Linked DNA regions of Xenopus laevis: region 1 is linked to region 2. The links are chromatin contacts, called in public Hi-C maps. All regions are on one chromosome and are shown on one strand. Each heading gives the region's core, a stretch centred on a gene start, on an enhancer-like site or on the middle of the called end of the contact. The rest is flanking DNA. Distances are from core to core; before and after follow the strand shown. Region 1 has its middle 7.9 kb from the start of nt5c3a.L. Region 2 holds the start of LOC108719006 (kelch repeat and BTB domain-containing protein 2).

Region 1 (6,034 bases), core at 3,475-5,974, 120 kb before region 2:
CAGTGCAGGCTCCAGAACGTGATCAGAATTTAGATACACAGGATAAAGCCACACATCCTCAAAAAAAGTCAATGTTCAAAATAGATCTTTTTTCAGGATATTAAAAACAAGTTATAACATCAAAACTGGAATCACATTGTCCGATACGTTTCAAACCCCAGGTCTTTAATCTTAGGCCTAACATTAAAGCTTATGATTAAGGACTTGAGGTCCATGCATCAGGCAATGTGATTTCTGTTTATGCTCTGGTTTGATATGGTCTTCTTGTAATGCAGCATTTTCTGGAAAATGTATTCTGAATAAATTGATCCCATTAATGGTTGACCCGGAACCCACAGCGACCTGAGAAGGTTTGGATTGAAATTTGACCAACCATTGTGGGTTAGGGTCAGGTTTAGTTTTTCCTGACCAGCACATCACTAGATCCCATACCTGTAATAATCTATTTTTCTTATGTCCTTTGTTCAACTAGCATTATAAAAGTATTTATCTCGAATAAACCATTTATTTTTAAAGTGAATTTATGGTTTTGGGGGTTCTATCTTTTTTGGAGCATGTCACACTATTCACCAACTGTTTATCTGGGCTAACACTAAAGCTTCAGGTTTGTCTGTTTAATAGTTCAGTTCAGTCAATCTTTGAGCAGTGCTGATGATGCTTAGTAATGGTCATAGGAGTTTTCTGACAAAAAAACTAATCACACAGTCAATATTTGTTAAATTAGTAGGTGTTTACCAGTGCAGCATGAAAATTACACAGAGTCAACAATGCTATGCTAAGTGGCCTTCTTCGGTGACAGCTTCCAGTTTTATACCTTATTATACTACAAGTGGTTGGGATAGGAAATTCCTGCCTGCCTACAGCAACACATTATCTTGAGGTGTATGCAACCACATAATATAGATATCCTACATGACTAATTGGTGTTTAAGCAATACTTCCTTTCTAAAATAAGTAAGCATAGTAATTAATGCCTTGTCATCTTGTGTGGGGATTAAGATGTTGCATAAGGCAACTATGCTGCTGTTTATTTGCCATCTGTCCTGTCCAGGGAAGTTGGATTTGGGTGCCTGGGTGAGTTAGTCTCAATTTTGGTTCCCAGTCTTCTGTATCAGCAGTCCTCATGATAATTTAAAGCAGGTGTTTCTGTTTCCTTTCCAGTTAAATTATGAAGCAGCTATACGTGTAACAGCTTTATATATACACTAGGGTTCAGCTACCAATGAGTAATTATGCCTGATCAGTAAGAAAAAACAAAAAAAATAGATAAATAGGCCCCATGATAGTCAATGGCAGATGTCCTTTTTACATTTGGAAGATGTTTCTTGCCTTTGTGATCTTTGAGGGCATTTTGATGCTGGCTAATTGTGCCATTGTGGCAGGAACAATGGCCATGATGCTTTTCTCAGAAAAATGCTGAATTGTGGGAAAAAACATGGGGAATTGCATCTAACGAATGAACTTTCAACACTGCACTCTATATCCTACATATACTGTAGATATTTGGTTGTTGTATAAATGTTATCTTTCTAGTAGTTTTATTATTGCCTGCTTTGTAAATGTTTCTTACTGAGATACATACTCAGTGTTTATTAAATGTATTGATACAGTTAAACGTATTAATATTACTCTTATATCCCTTTCCACCATTAGAATATGGTGACCTCTTTCTCTGTTACTACATTTGTGCTGAAAACTGTCACCACCTTGAACTTTGTGCTTACCCCAAAGGAGTCTTATTTCTTCTTCTTCCACTCTTCTCTTAGCAATTGTATACCAACCTTAGTAAATATAGCCTATAAGTCAGCAACTCTGTCTTCCAGTCCATCAATCATTTGATCTGACAAAGTTAAACGAATATTTAAAGACATTTCTTGCATCATTTCCAGATCTATAACATCTGCTCCTGTCATTCTGTCATGTTTGTCATTAGACACTGACAAGGATTGTAAGGGTTTTGCACCTGCTATTATGCTGGACGAAATCCATAGCTTAATTTGACTTTAGGCCCCCAAATAAATGTCATTTGTTGTACATCTGATACATCTTATTTGCTCTTTAATTAAAGTAAATATTCAAATATTTGTGCTAACATGTTATTGTTGACTTTTGGTTTCTGAAACTAAATATGTTTGTTTTGCCAGTATGTGTAGAACAGGCAGGCAATATTGTAGAAAACAATCCTATGATTCTTTATTACAGATTTTAACAGAGACTTTATGGGTATTATGTAATAATACAGTAGATGTAACATTCATTACAGGTCTAGTTTCATATAGCAACCAATCAGGACCAATTTACGGTAGCAGTGGTCCAGGGCAAAGACTCAATGGTGGGCCAAACATCACAAGCAAAAAAAGTGTTCTGCTAAATATACCAGTTATAACACATATTCCAGTAGAAATAAATATGGTTGGAGTTGGAGAGCTCTTCTCGTTGATTAAAACAAGGAGGGGGTTCTGCCATTTTTAGGTTATGTTTCTGTCATAATTAAAAGTATACAGGTATGGGATTCGTTATCCAGATACCCATTATCCAGAAATCTCCAAATTACAGGAAGGCCATCTTCAAATCCAAATCTTTACAAATAATTACCCTTTTCTCTGTAATAATAAAACAGTGCCTTGTACTTGATCCAAACTAAGTTATAATTAATCCCTATTGGATGTATTGGGTTTATTTAATGTTTAAATAATTTTCTAGTAGACTTAAGGCATGGAGATCCAAATTACAGAAAGATCCATTATCTGGAACCCCAGGTCCTGAGCATTCTGGATAACAGGGCCCATACCTGTACCTGTTGTCCATATTGTTTTAATACCATTCTGAACTTTCACAGACACATTTTATTAGTATATCTTATTTAAATAAGCAAATATTTATAGACATTATGCATTTATATTGAATCCCCAGTATATCTGTGAAAGTAATTACCCTTGTTTACCAAATACTGTTACTGAAATAACTTGCATGGTCTAAATTTAGTAACCGCTTATACAGCAACTGCTTTGAGTGGGATCATCTTTAAAAGCCTGTTTAAATGGCATATCTGAAAACAACTAGATTGAAGAAAGGGTTTGAAAGGAGAACTATCCCTTTTAATTTTTTGAATATGCAATTTATTTTACAGTAAAATGAATAAATGTGTAACTATGCTTCATAGTATCCAGATATGATTTAGGGCCAAATAAATAATAGGGGGCCTTGCTTTAAAGGAATATTTACAGTTTTCTACATTTAGCAGGAATGCATTCATATGCATTTACAAAACTAGCAGATTCTAACATAATGTTTCTCTAGAGCCCCATGCCCCTCCCTCAATGTTTACGTTTGTCCTCATCCTATTGGGATTTTTCCCCACCCTCCAAGCCTGGCATCAATCCATGAAACAGCTGACGCAGGAGCTGTGTCACTCAGAAATTAAGGTCAGTAAGGGGGAGGGACTGTGGAAAGGCAGGAGGTGCAAGAGAAACATAAACATTGGGTAAATGTGGCAACACTACGTAGACGAAAAAAAAAAATGTAAAATCAGGGAAATGTATTATACATAATATACAGGTGGGACCACAAAAAGTGATGTAAAACTAGGGGAAACTTAAAATCAGTGGATGTAATATTAAAGGGATGCTGTCATGGGAAAACATGTTTTTTTTCAAAACGCATCAATAGTGCTGCTCCAGCAGAATTCTACACTGAAATACATTTTTCAATTTTTTATATTCAATTTTGAAATCTGACATGGGGCTAGACATATTGTCAGTTCTTCGTGTTTTTTTGTTTTGTTTTGACTCCAATTTTTTGAGATTTATTAAAACAAAAAGCCTGAATCTGAAAATCTGCCATCTCTGACCTGCTGAGGTTTTGTATAAGTCAATGGCAGAGATCCTTATACTATTCTGAAGTTTCTGTGGTCTGCGCTGCAATTTGGCCAAAAATCTGACCAATGCTCTTTTCGGGCAAAAATGTGACAAATTCTGGCTTTTCGGAGGAAAAGCCCAAAAAAATCGAGCGATTTGGGGAAAAAACTCTGAAAAAATCATATGATTTGGGTTTTCACTTGATTTTATCGAGTTTTTACCCGAACTTGAGTTTGGTTGTGGTTTTTTTATTTAAAAAATGTGATAAAAAATGCGATAACCCTCATAGTGTTGTCTGGAAATATCCGCTGGAGAATATGGTAATAGATAACTGTAAACATATTCCCCATGAAGCACTACTTCTCTAATATAAATTTTGCCAGCTTATATTGTGAGACTGTCAATACCCATTATTATTAGATTTGCTTATAATACTATCTGTATTTTATTGCTGCAATGTATTTCTGTATAATAGAATCAACTGAAAAATTGCTTAGAATATGTCCATATATAACATATTTTTTGTAATGGACAAAGAAAGCCTAGTGCACCCATAGAAACACAATTTGTTTTAAATAAATACTAAAAAGAAAATCATAAACAAATTGTTGGCAGCAGATTCTGACTTTTGGACTTTTTTGTGGCTCAGCAATTTCATTTGTTCCATAAAACATGTCCAAGCATGTCTGACTTTGTATATGTTTGGTTTTAGACCAGACCACAAAGTAGCACCTTTTGTTTTTTTGTGTAAGAAAGGCATTGCTTCTGTTTCAGAGCTGTCAGAGCTACAGGATTTACATAACTGTAGCAAATGACCCCGTGTAAGGATTCCGTCCCTGGCACTGGGCCTAGTTATGTGACTGTGCGTCAGAGAAAGCCAGGCTCTGCTAGCAGATTAGTCTGTCTATTTATGGAAACGCCCTTATGTACACAGTGAGCTATATAAGCTCGAGGCAGACAAGCAGAATTTTTCTTTTCTCTGTTTAGCTGCCTCAGTGAATTTTATGGTAAGGACTTTCTGGCAATGTAAACAAGCCCTTTAAAGGCTGTCTGATCTCTGGGAGCAACATCGCATGTATTTGTGCAACTATATCAAAAGAAATATATTCTAATTTAAAACCTAATAACAGCAGAGCCCCATTAGAGTATGAGATATACCAGATTATATGCGGGTTACAGAAATAACATCTCTGACATGAACTGTGCTTAATATAATGAAAATGCATGTGTTCTGTACAATCTGTTATTTGCTGAATGTTCTAACCTCTTCTATTGAGGAATTAATACATTTGTGAACTGTACATATGTATATATGTATTTTTTAAGACAGAGTCTTAGCTTTTTCTGCATGCTGGTTGTATGCCTTTTCGTTTACTAAACCATAACCAAACACCATAGTCAGTACACAAAGAATAGAATAGAATTCAGTAATTGTTTGACAGCTAAAATCTGTTGTCTGGGGGTTGTGCCTTCTGTGGAGTATCAGGGATTGTGTACTATTGTCTTTGACATATAAAGTATTGTAGTGCCTAAACTTTTGTTACTGATCCACAAACACCCCCCTTCTGCTCTTCCACATCATGTGATTTAAAGGTAAAGTATCACATCATAAGGTAAGTAAATTAAGCTCTTTATGTTGTTTTATCCTTTTCCTTTGTGGAGTATCAAAATATTATGTTAACTGGGTCTTGTTACAGTAAATAGATAGATAGTTTGTGTTATTGGTAAAGGGGAAGTTCACTGTTATATTAAATTAGTATGATGTAAATTGACAGAAACGTTAAGAATCTTTACAACTGGCAAGATATTTTATGTTTTTATAATTTGACTTCTTGTTCTGTCACTCTTTACGCTTGGAGTTTAAAATGCTATTTAAAATTCTCTGTTAAGCATTATTGCTGAAGGAGCTGTTTCCTACCCTTAAATAGATGTTTAAAAATGTAAGTGGCAGTTACAACTAGTACTACCTATATCACACATTACAGTTCATTTAAGATGCACTGCCCCTTTCAAATGAGACTTTTGTTGCCAATCTTCCTTCTAATTACTTCTCGGCTACGTGCGCAAAAAATTTCTTTTGTACGTACATTTTAAACTTGTGTGCCCAGTTTTTATAAACTGTGTGTTCATGTCAGAATTAATACAAAATGTTGTATTTTCACACAAAATTCTCTGTG
Region 2 (5,680 bases), core at 1,854-4,353:
TGCAGTCGGGGAGTATCCCCTTTTATTCAGCCACCAAACATTCAACGTTTCAGGGGGGACCCCCACACTTCATCAGGATGGGGTGGGTGTTGGGTAGGTGTTCCTCCCCGAAACGTTGAATGTTTGTTTGGTGGCTGAATAAAAGGGGATACTCCCCGACTGCATTAACCATTGTGTGCGGATCCGTTTTCTATACACATGCATTCCTTAGGTGGAAGTGACATGATTTAATAAGTGACTGGATATGAGGAGTGAATGACAGAGCACTGGGCCTGGGGAGAGGGGTTGATAGTGAAATTGTTAGCTATGGGCTAAGGGACCCCGCAAAGTCAACGAAAAACCGCACCACCAGTTGCAGGATTGGTGAACTACAGGTGTATAGGAGAAATTACATTGTACTTCCACCTAAGGAACATATCCAAAATACGATCATTTATCACACAAGATGCTGCCAAAATTCTTATTCACTCTCTCATCACATCACGGCTAGACTACTGTAACTCTCTTTTAATTGGCCTTCCCCTCCAGAGACTGTCACCTCTCCAGTCCATAATGAACACTGCTGCGAGGCTCATACACCTCAGCAACCGCTCCTCCTCTGCCACGCCATTCTGTCAATCCCCTGCACTAGCTTCCGCTACATTTCAGAATCAAATTCAAATTAATGACCCTGACATTCAAAGCACTTCATAACTCTGCCCCACCCTACATCTTTGAACTCATATCTATATACTCACCCAACCGCTTACTACACTCCTCTACTGACCTGCTACTCAACTCTTCTCTCATTACCTCCTCACATGCTCGCATTCAAGACTTTGCAAGGGCTGCACCCTTCCTCTGGAACTCTCTCCCACGGTCTGTCTGACTTTCTCCCAACCTTTCTGCTTTCAAGAAATCTCTTAAAACACACTTCTTTCGAGAAGCCTACCCTCACTCTGCTTAACTACCATACGCAACACCACATACAGTACCACATTTCTCACCCACTTAATTCGATCTTGCCCACTCCCACACCTTGTGTATTAATCCCTTCCCTTTAGAGTTTATGTTCCTTTGCATAGGGCCTTCATCACTTTTTTTGTACCTGTATTGATTGAGATGTATGTAACTCCATATGTTCTATGCATTTAATTCATGTGATTTAGTTCTATAATCACATTTACTTTACAGTGCTATGCAATATGTTGGCACTATATAAATACATGTTAATAAAATAATAATAATAATAATGGTGGCAAGTACTTTTTACAACTCAATTAAACATCTGGGTACCTCTTATACTGCTGTAAAAAAGGGAATAAAAACTAAAGATTAATGTTGGTACCCATTAGATTCTCCTAAATTAGCCCATATATTGTCCTTACATTGTGAACATACCTCCCAACTGTCCCGTGTTCAGAGGGACAGTCCCTCTTTTGACAGCTCAACCTGCCGTCCCTTATTTGTACTGCAAAATCCTGATTTTCTCTGCACTGAACAGCCAGAAAAAGAAACAATGTTTCTAACTTAAATGGCTTTTTGCAGAGAGCCCAGAACAGCCACAGCAGATAAGATACTGTCACGGTCAGCACCCTAAATCTAGAACCAATGCTAAGCACCCTGTTCTCGGCTCTTGCTTCTGCCTTTAACAGCCACCTTTCACCTCGGGTGGAGCCCTCAGCTAATCGGATGCCGCCAGGTCTTATTAAGAGAGGTGCCAAGCGAAGGGTTCTGGACGAGCAAAGGTGCACGACGGTAAAGCAAAGTCTTTCGGGCAGAAGGTCACAGTACATAGCGTACGCAGAAAGCGTAGTCAAATCAGGCGAGGTCGGGGCAGGCAGAGTGCAAGCAGAGTCAGGCAGGGGTCAACCCAGGAGATCAATCAGAAGGGATACGGATACAGAAGAGTTACCAAGCAGGGTCAGGATTACAGAAGTCAGAATCGTCAAAAGCAGGCAGGGGTCACAACAGGTTTCAGATAATAGACAGACTTATAGCTCAGAAGCAGCAGGAACTCACAATATATGATCCTTTAACGGGCAATGAGAAAATCCAACCTGGCACTTTAAATACTTTAAAATTTGCGCCAATGCGCACTGGCGACACTACGCCGGCGCGCATGCGCCAATAAGTATGAGGAATGCGTGCAGCACGCGCCTTAATTAACAGGCGCAGAGGAAGAGGACGCCACACCACTAGACCACCAGGGTGAGTTGTTGCAGATACTTTCGTAACAATTTTGAGATAAGCAAATAAGTAATTGTAACAATATAAGATAACAGGTCCCTTGGAAGAAGTTAGACTCACAGCTTAAAGGGCAATTCACCCTCATTAGCAAAACTGGAAAAACTGGAAAAAAAACCCCAGAAATATGTTCAAACTGCCAAATTTTATAAAATACACCCTTTGTCCCTCTTTTTATTTCCAAAATGTTGGGAGGTATGTTGTGAAGAATGTTTCTCTTGTCATAAAACACTGAATAAGACTTCAAAATAACATCAATAAAGCATGGGTTACAGCCGCTGTGGACTAACTCCTTCATGAAACAAGGGAGAACCCTGCCAGGACTGGTCTTCACTCATGCCCATTTGTGGCCCCCGGAACTTTGCTGTGGAACTGACAGGAAACCTGCACCATCAGCGTCAGGACCAAAGGAAATAAACAGATTACTTTTGGTCAACTTCACCTATTGCCTTCTCCTAAATAAGCCAAATAATAATACTGGAACCATCAATGTAAAAAAAAGATGAGAATTAAACCAGGTCCTAGTTTGCAAAATACTCTTTCCTTTCGAGTCAACGTGACAGAAAAGGCAAGTGGGTACCACAAGTCAGAAAGCAGAAAAGTTGTTGCTCTAACCAGAAATTGCATAGATATGATTTATGAAGAAACAGAGAGAGCATGCTTTACAACAAACACACAAGAAAACTCTTTTTCCTTTTATTTACAGTAATTTATTCTGTAACAAAAGCATGAAGCGCGCGTGAGCACTGAGCAGAGGAAACCACATTGTGAACAAAGCAACAACCACATTCCGGCCGTTTCCGATTGTGTAACTAATAAATTACACAGTCTCTGCTGACCACGCCTACAAGGCGGCTTCGTTATGCGTCATTGCGCTTACGTGTAGTCGTGACGCCAATCTCGCGTGATGAGACTTGTGTCGTCGAGATTTTCTGAAAGACAGGAGGAGGAAGCTTGCAGTTAACTGCTTTGCGGGAGGTGTTAGTAGCGATCCGGCACTGCGGGCTGTTTTAGGAAAAGGGAGACTGGTGGGCTTTGTGTGATCACTTGGATTTGAGGGTGGAAATTCAACTTTCCCCTCCAGCCCATCCGGTTTCTATACGGCTCTACCGGGACGAAAACTACGACAAAGCGAGCAGAACAGGAAGCTGTGTAAGGGAAAGAAGATGCAGGCGCCCTAGCAACAGCCCTCCCTTCTAAAGCCTGTGGCTTACTGAAAGCGGGAACCCGGTAATACAAGTAAGTAGCGCTACAGCCGGCCCTTCATTTAGAGGCCAAACCCACGAGACCTGGAACGTATGTCCCCCCGTCTCCTCCTGATGGCGGCCCTGGGGAGGATGAAGGCAATTGTGTAATAGACGGGGTGGAAGTGGGCGCATCATTTTTAATCAGCATCGCAAAACGTGCTACTAGTGCCGCGCTGTCAGTAGTGTTAGTATAAAGATTCCGGAACAATTCCATAGCTTTCCCTGATTATTGGCTGAAGAAAGCAACATAGGAAAAACACATGGTGTGTGTGTAATGGCAAAACACGTGTATATCACGTCTGTATGACTTTTGCCTTTTGTATTTGTAACTTTCTCTAAAGGAGTGTGTAACAATGTATAGATTATATTTTATATAGTACCCCTATTGTGAAATATGAGTATTTTATTAGTCATCTAGGAGTTCCATGACCATATACTTCGGTCTCATGCTTTTATACAGTTCATGGAATTCCGGGGGGTTACTTCTAATATCCTCTTACTTTCCAACAAGGGGTACTTTATTATAATACACAAGTTTTAGGAGTCACGTGACAAAAATGACATCACTACTCGTCGTTTATAACTGATGACATCACTAGTCACCTTTTATATGGATATAATTTACAGGATATTCATGGCTTTGGTGTATTATATTATATATATATATATATATATATATATATATATATATTTGTTTTTTATGGTATTTAGTAGTGATAGCTCTAAAGCAACTGGATTTGTGAATTAGTTTTAACTGAAATGGACTTTTTATAATTTGCAGCTTCTGGATAACTGGTTTCCATTTAAGAAATAACTTACCTGTGCTAGATACTGGATATTGCCACCTGGCCGCTATTTTACTGGCCTGGCCGGTAAAAATGTTGCTGGATGCCAAAGTTATTTATAGGGAAAAATCACATAAATATAGGAATTCTGGTATTTTTTTCCCATAAAAGGTGGCATCCCTACCACCTTAATGAATGAACCTTAATTGATTTATTTCTTCTTCTAATTTTGGGATTTTCAAATTGCTAACACCTCCATAAAATAGATGGTCTTTTAGTTAACTGTACCTGCATGCAAATTTGCATATAACATTTTGAGGTGGAAAAATAGCATTTTACTTTGAACAAAATTTGTTCCCTTAGTTGTCAACAGCTTCAAAACTTTTGGGGGCATATTTATCAAAGGTCGAAGTTAAAAAAACTTCGGAATTCAAAAATACCCATCACATGGAGGTCAAAGTGGGTCGAATTCAGCCTACTTCGAATCGTACGATCGTACTTCGATTGAAGTTTTTTTTACTTCAACTTTCGGTCTCCCAAACTCCCCCCATTGCCTCCATACAGGTTATAGGAGGTCCCCCCATAGGCTAAAACAGCACTTCGGCAGCTTTTAGGTGGCGAATGGTCGAAGTTTTAAAGAGACAGTACTTGAAAAAAATTAGAATTTCGAGGTTTTTTTTCAAATTCGAATCGAAGTTGGACTATTAACTGGTCAAAGTACCCTAAAATTACTTCGAAATTCAAAGTTTTTTAACTTCGAAAATTCACTTCGATCTTGATAAATCTACCCCCAAATGTCACCCAGCATGTTTTGATCTATGCCATGCCGTGTTTACTGGCAAATTGTGGAATGGCACATACCCTCAAAACATTCTTTGTATGCAGTGTGTTGAAATCTATGTTTTACTGTAATGTGTGGCATATATAAAAAGAAAAGTATCCCTGTTGTAATATATAAGGGTATTATTAGGTGTCAAATTGGCCTTCTGCCTCTTCAATTTTAGTATATTATAGAACGGCTAATTATAGACTTAAATTGGCCTTCTTTTTTTTTTTTTTTTTTATAGTTTTTGTATTCTCTTTCAAGCTTTAAAATGGGGGTCAATGACCCCATCTAAAAAGAAAGAAATGCTCTCTAAGGCAATATATTTATTTCTATTGATACATCTTGCTATTCAGGTCATCTCCTATTCATATTCCAGACTCTAATTTAAATCAGTGCATTGTTGCTAGGGTAATTTGGACCCTACCAACCGGATTGCTGAAGTTAGAGAGCTGCTGAATAAAAAGCTAAATAACTCTACAAAAATGTAAAAAAAAAATGAAAACCAACTACAAATTGTCTCAGAATATCACTCTCAGTCTAATTTAAGGGTGAACAACCCCTTTAAAATGGTCAGTGATCATGGAAATTCTTGGTGA

Evidence for each region. A called contact is a pair of places that touch in the nucleus more often than the background predicts.
Region 1: a contact with region 2 is called in a Hi-C map of the XTC cell line, with 4 times the contacts expected there. The contact joins the enhancer-like site here to the promoter of LOC108719006 in region 2. A contact is called at or near these places in 2 of 4 Hi-C or Micro-C datasets (the XL177 cell line and the XTC cell line).

What each region holds. Positions count from the first base shown.
Region 1 is chr6L:65,789,726-65,795,759 of Xenopus_laevis_v10.1, reverse strand. No RefSeq gene overlaps it. Among protein-coding and RNA genes, the nearest start is that of nt5c3a.L, 7.9 kb to the right of the region's middle. Within about 2 kb of position 4,724, at least 3 of the 7 cell types and tissues checked have an H3K27ac peak or open chromatin away from gene starts, as enhancers often do.
Region 2 is chr6L:65,665,438-65,671,117 of Xenopus_laevis_v10.1, reverse strand. It overlaps LOC108719006 (kelch repeat and BTB domain-containing protein 2), which reads left to right and starts at 3,103. Exons shown (of 5, transcript XM_041566138.1): 1 at 3,103-3,465.